Regions from separate parts of the Mus musculus genome. Here region 1 is linked to region 2. Evidence: chromatin contacts called from public promoter capture Hi-C data. All regions are on one chromosome and are shown on one strand. The core of a region is the stretch at or near the end of the contact, and the rest is flanking DNA. Distances in the headings are between cores, read along the strand shown.

What was found. Promoter capture Hi-C pulls out the DNA fragments that hold promoters and counts their contacts.
Region 1: a promoter capture Hi-C map of stem cell-derived epiblast-like cells shows a contact between it and region 2, with 4 times the contacts expected there. The contact joins the promoter of Defb1 here to the enhancer-like site in region 2. A contact is called at or near these places in 13 of 39 promoter capture datasets (the 3T3-L1 cell line, 3T3-L1-derived adipocytes, cranial neural crest and 6 more) and 7 of 115 datasets of contacts at active chromatin or transcription factors (astrocytes, embryonic stem cells, epiblast stem cells and 4 more).

The regions. Positions count from the first base shown.
Region 1 is chr8:21,774,710-21,777,846 of GRCm38.p6, reverse strand. It overlaps Defb1 (defensin beta 1), which reads right to left and starts at 1,292. Exons shown (of 2, transcript NM_007843.3): 1 at 1,135-1,292. The coding sequence starts at 1,195.
Region 2 is chr8:20,992,822-20,995,920 of GRCm38.p6, reverse strand. No RefSeq gene overlaps it. Among named protein-coding and RNA genes, the nearest start is that of Defa21, 31 kb to the left of the region's middle. Within about 2 kb of position 1,675, at least 9 of the 459 cell types and tissues checked have an H3K27ac peak or open chromatin away from gene starts, as enhancers often do. A contact at or near this core is called in stem cell-derived epiblast-like cells, where this site is marked.

The DNA.
Region 1 (3,137 bases), core at 43-2,542, 780 kb before region 2:
GAAAATGTGCCTGCACCCAGATTTCACATGGGAAAATTGGGGCCTAACTTATTTTCAAATGCATAGCTCCATAGGTTAACATGATAACCTGGAGAAGAGCAAACTGGGATTTTTCAGACAATCTCACTACTAAAATTTCTTCCCTAGAACCCTCCTGCTATGACTATGTAAACTAAAATTCAGAAATATATGACTTTCTTTTCTTTTCTCCCCCCCCCCTTTTTTTTTTTTTTTTTTTTTTTTTTTAAAGACAGGGTTTCTTTGTGTAGCCCTGGCTGTTCCAAAACTCACTCTGTAGACCAGGCTGGCCTCAAACTCAGAAATCTGCCTGCCTCTGCCTCCCATGTGTTGGGATTAAAGGCTATCCCAAAAGTTCCCCATACCCTCCCCCCTACTCCCCTACCCACCCATTCCCACTTTTTGGCCCTGTACTAGGGCATATAAAGTTTGTGTGTCCAATGGGCCTCTCTTTCCAGTGACTAGGGTATCTTTTGATACAATATATGACTTTCTTAATGTGACCTTGAGAGAGATAGCTATAGGAAACATATGTCCTTAGTCACTACTTCAGGGTCCTACTGTCTCCTATGCCATAGACAAGCTTCTTAGGCTCAGAGAATCCTCTGGACAGATGTGAAGCCTTTCCATTTGACAGGTAAGATCATGCCTGAAGAATGTGACTACCAGGGAATGTGAAAGGTCACCTGTCATCTCTTGACTGCATACCTGGTGTTTCCAGGCATTTACAACTGGCTGAGCTGGCTTGGTGAAGGGACAGGGGCACTTTGCCTACAGCAGGGAGGCTCCACCCAGAGACCTAACTGAGGCTAGTGTCTGTCTCTGGATCAAAAAGCTAGTCTCTGGGGGTGAAGAATCTTGCCACAGCCAAAGCAGATTCCCACACAAGACATTTCCTATATTCTAAGGACAAACATCATAGCTTGGAGGTACCCACTACTCTCTGAATCCATACCAGGCTCATTTTGCTGCTGCCCAGGGCTGTTGACCACAGACCACTCAGCACACTCTGTTACTAGACTTGGAAAACCAGGAGGCAGCTATTATCTGTACCCTGCCCCCAGTCTCTGTGTCCCCAGTCCCAAACAAAGCCATCAACAAGTTCCCAAAGCTTACCTGGCTCCATCTGGGAGAAAAGAAAACATATCATCACCAGGAGAAAGTAATGAGTTTTCATAGTGGTGGCAGCCAGGGTCCAGAGTGCAGAGAGGATGTGAAACTCCCAGGTAGTTGGGCTGACAGATGAGGCTTGAATGAGCTTGTTTTTTTATAGGAACACTGGTTGCATAACCTCATAAATGAGCTGAAGGGAGGCGTTGCAAACCACAGTGAGGTTCTAATGACACCTTCATGCTATTCGCTGTGAGTAGAGTCCAAGTCCTGTGGGCACATTGCCTCTCTCCAGCATCAGCTGGATTTTATTTTCAGCCTGGAAAATGGAAACAGGTATCTGGTGTGGGCCTGTTCTGACTCTCAGGTTGGGATTCTAAGAGACACCAGACAAAGCAGTCCCCACCAGGACCCCTCAGGTTAGATAGGTTCAGAGAGCCTGTAAGAAGCCCAGCGATTCAAACAGGAGATTCTCTGGCTCTAGGCTACTATTGTTCTCTTCTGTTTAGCTCTTTCTCTTTACAGTGCTCAGGATTTATTTCCTCCTATTGTAATGCTGAACTGAGTTCAAGGATGAAAGCCACAGTGGGATTGCTTTCTCTTCTCCCTGTATCCAGACCTTCCTCCCTGAGAGTCTCAAATCAGCTAGTGTTTCCATTTGGGAATGTGTTACTAGGGTTTTCCAACTCTGGCTCTCCAGACAGCATCTGAGCTAAGTCCAGGGAAGTGCAACTGTCTCTTTGGTGTATGACCTTAGCTAGGCTCCATGTGTGTGGGTACTGTAGTGTTTTAAAATATCTTATTTTGCATTGAATTTTCAGTGTAAATCTATGAGCAGATTTCCTAGAATATTATGAAGGATCTTATTTACAAGCAGCAGTAAACACTTCTGCCCAACATGTAAGAGTGGAACACACACACATACACACACACACACACACACACACACACACACATTTGCTTTGTAAGAAGGGTCACTGGTGCTGCTTCAGGAAACTTAAGGGTTACAGGACAAGGGTTTACCGCATAGTAGAAAGTAAACCTAGCTTCTGGCTCCATTTCTTACTGTGGGAATCCCCTCAGAGAGCAGTTGACATAGAGACTTGCCTCTCTGGGTAATAACACCCACCGCATGTCTTTTATGGACTGCTGTGGTTGCAGAGAAATGCATATAGCATGGTGTACTCACGTGGTCCTGTAGGAGAAACAAGATACCAATTTTTAACAAAACATCTCAAAATTCTAATGCTAGGTGTCATTAGTCACAACTTAAAGAATTCAGGGAGTGGTCGGAATCTAAAGGATGATTCTGATTTTCAGAAGTTTTCTGCTTTAAAGCTTGGAGACACTTGTTTTTAAGACCGTTTGGGCTGGAGAGATGGCTCAGCGGTCTTAAGACTGTTCTTCCAGAGGTCCTGAGTTCAATTTCCAGCAACTATATGATGGCTCACAACCACGTGTAATGGGATCTGACGCCTTCTTCTGGTGTCTCTGAAGTGTACTTGAGATATATATATATATATATATATATATATATATATATATATATATATATATATATATATATATATATAAAATAAAATCTTTAAAAAAAATAAAAAGACTGTGCTTATAGACCCACAGCCACATGGTGATTAATTTTCTAGTCTGTTTCTCAGAAGGAATCTTCATTCCGGTGTGGAAGCCTCTCTCTTCCATGGCCCTCCTCCATTAGAAATTGCAAAGTGATTTCTTCTGTTGTCAGTGGTTCCCTCTTGGCATGAGATAACAAAGAAGACATTCATCTTGTCCTCCCCAGGAATCCTCCCATTTAGTACAATGCTTCTAACTAGAAACTATCTCCCAGTACATTTAAACATACTCCATAAAGGAAATTACCAGTACTCAGAACTGGTCTGTCGTCTCAGCTCTAAACTGTGACTTGGCAGGTGGGACCAAGGATAGACCCCTGTTTGTCTGATAGCAGAGATATCAACAGTGCATAATTTGTCCAGAATCATCACTTATCA
Region 2 (3,099 bases), core at 426-2,925:
CTAAAAATGAGGCTTGAAAAAATTAGAATTTACAGGTGACCTTGAGAAGAAAGCAAAATAAAGAAACAGTATTAAACATTCCCATGTAATAAGAAAGCAGAGTAGGAGTTTACTGTTTGTCTATTTCCTTTATAAAATATAGAGATGAACTTCATCCTGTGATACAAGTCTTTAAGTTAATCTCTTCTGGCAGATACATTTTTATGAGGAAATGTTCCAGAAATGGACCTAGAGATACAGAGAACATTAGGAACAAAAAATAAGGCCTACTACACACTAGCAGAGAATCTGAGAGAAGTCCCATGCTGAGATGGATGGGTTTACTGTCCTGGCTACATCAGAGCATGCAGCTTGAACAGCTCTACTAGTAGGAATTAAGATCCTTAAGACCTATCATTCCTATACATCTCCAGGATGTGAGGATTTTTCTTGCCGCTTTTCTTGTAGTTGTTTCTGGAACTCACACCCCCTGCCCATATGCATACACACACACATAAAATTCCCCAAAGTCTATAATCCCTTCTGATAGTTAGATGAAATAGATTCACTGGTTTAACTTAAATATTTAAATATAATATTAACTACTCACAGTTTGTTGTCTCACTGATAGTTAGTACATTTCACACATATCTTGGAATCAAAACACTATGGCAGAAGGAAATCTCCTATACATATTTGGTTCTCATGCATAATCACAAATGAGAAAAAAGAAAAAAAGATTTTACACACACACACACACACACATATATATATATATCATCATATATAATGTTTCCCTTATGCCATGGGGAAAGTGAGAGGGAGTTTGGTAGGTAAAGATAAAGAGAGAATGGGGTGAGGAAGAGACAGAGAGTGAGATAGAGAGATAGAGTCAACACAAAATATCTGAATTATTTAGGGAAGAGCTTCTGGGAGAAATGCAGCTCACCCCCAGGGTAGGAAAGCTAAACCTTGAAGGCAGGTTAAGCTAGGGAGGTACTGAAGAATGCTGGGAGAATCTGAAGGCCAGTACCACTTCGGTATGTAAAATATGCAACAAGTCATTTGACCCTTGGTTTGAAATTAAACACATATATATTTATATAAAAAAATGTGTGTGTGTGTGTGTGTGTGTGTATTTCCAGAATGTTTTAAGTATCTAGTCCCTAATTTCTAGATATCTAACCTCAATGGTGTGTGACCATTCACCTGTTCCTTGATCATGTTATGGTTCTCTAGAGATATTCCTGGTCTAGAGGTACCTCAGGTTTTTCTCAGCCAGCTGCATCCTGGAGCCATGAGAACCACCTTGAAAATCCTAGAGAAGAGGGTGAACTTCTCCTGCAGGATGAGGGAACATGAGCTAAGTGTATGCAGAGTGAAGGCTAACTGGATGCAGAGTGTTGAGGCAGGCCAGTGGCTCACATGTCCAGGTTCTACCCAGGAAGGCATCTTGGAATCTGGAAGAAAGAAGGGAATTTGGGGAAGAGAGAGAAAGAATGGAAACAAGACAACTACTCTGATCAAGGTTCAACTTTAATGTCAGCAAACACACTTTATAAAGAAGAGGGGAGGCCCATTCCCAGTCAGGCAAAGTTCCTTTGTAGAAGTCAGATCAGCCTTTTAGTAGGAACTAGTGAAGATCACAGTTTGGTGCTAACTCTGGAAAATCTCAGGCAGGTTGGGCCTCAGGCAGGTAGTTGCACATCAAAGGAGAGTGATGAGAAGCTGCACAGCAGGTGGCTCTGCCTAAGTGGTGGATGGTCTGAGGCCAGCCTAGCTAGGCTGAAAGGAGGTAACAGCAGAGGTCTCATATGATCCTGTCAGGGAAAGGCTTTTGTTAAGCAGTTTTCCCTAGAAACTGAGTTTCAAAAGAAACTTGGAGAGTTTTCATGATATTCAAAGTCATGCAATTGAGGTTATTCAATGGCTGCTGCATAGTTCCATGGGCTCCAGTACTAGCCTGCATTCTCTATTAACTCTTCTGCAAGTAATGGAACTGTCTCTTCTCACTTTGGGTAATATTTGTGCTCTGTGTCAAGAACCTAACAGGTGACTGATGAGTAATGTGAGACTATACTTGATACATCACTGCCTTTGAGAATGACTGCGAAGTCTTATATTTTTATTTATAAGGAGTTGAAAAGAAGCTAGTTATCTGGCATTGTAAGTCATAATTTTCATATATGACCATTACTTTGTAAATGGACACACTCTGTCCAGGAAATGGTAGCTGGGGTTCTCTTGAATTCCAAACTTCGCTATGGCAAAAAAGAAGGACAGTGACAATTAGGTCATCAAACTCTCTGGGATTCAGACAGTTGTAAGAAGGAATAAAATATTGAAATTGAGGCCCACCTTGTGGTTCAGGACTGTACATGATATGGAAGCACAAAACTTTGTGTCCATAGGCCATGACCTCTGATCCTACAGATGAGCAAGATTCTTTCTGAAGACCTGTTTTCTATTTCCCCCAAACCACCTCTCATATTCACAGGACATGTTGAGCAAGACATTCACTTGAAGGAGAAAGAAAAGGCCTTAAGTGACAAAGAAGTTGTTTGCTAAAAATCTTAAATACGTATTAGACACTATGGAGGGAATAATCTCGATTTTCAAAAATAACACTTGCAAAATTACATTCTTGTGTGTTTCTCCAGGCATTCTAACTAAAAGGAAATAAGTAGGAAATACTTGCAATGGAAATGAGATGTTTGTCCATTTGTTGAATTATGAGTAGAATGAGATACAGGAGAAAAGAAATATTTGTCAGAGATGTCAAGGTAAAAATTATGGATGCAGGTAAAAGGTTCAGTGGGAGTCCAGAACTAAGGACTGCTTCTGCTGTTGCAGGGCTTATGGGCCTCTCTTTAGGAGGTACCTGCAAATGCTCTCCTTTTGCTCTCACAGTCTCTCTTCTGGATATCTCTCTTCATTCCTTCCTTTGGGTTTAATAGCATCTCCTTAAAATATATCTGCAAATTCCCTCTTCTGGGGTTGGATGTGAAGTCAGTGGAACCTGACATTTGTGTACACTCTAGAAATAGGTAAAATAATAAAATAATACTTATTATAACCACCAGTAACACAAATTTCCTGTGAAAGTTGAACAACAACAAC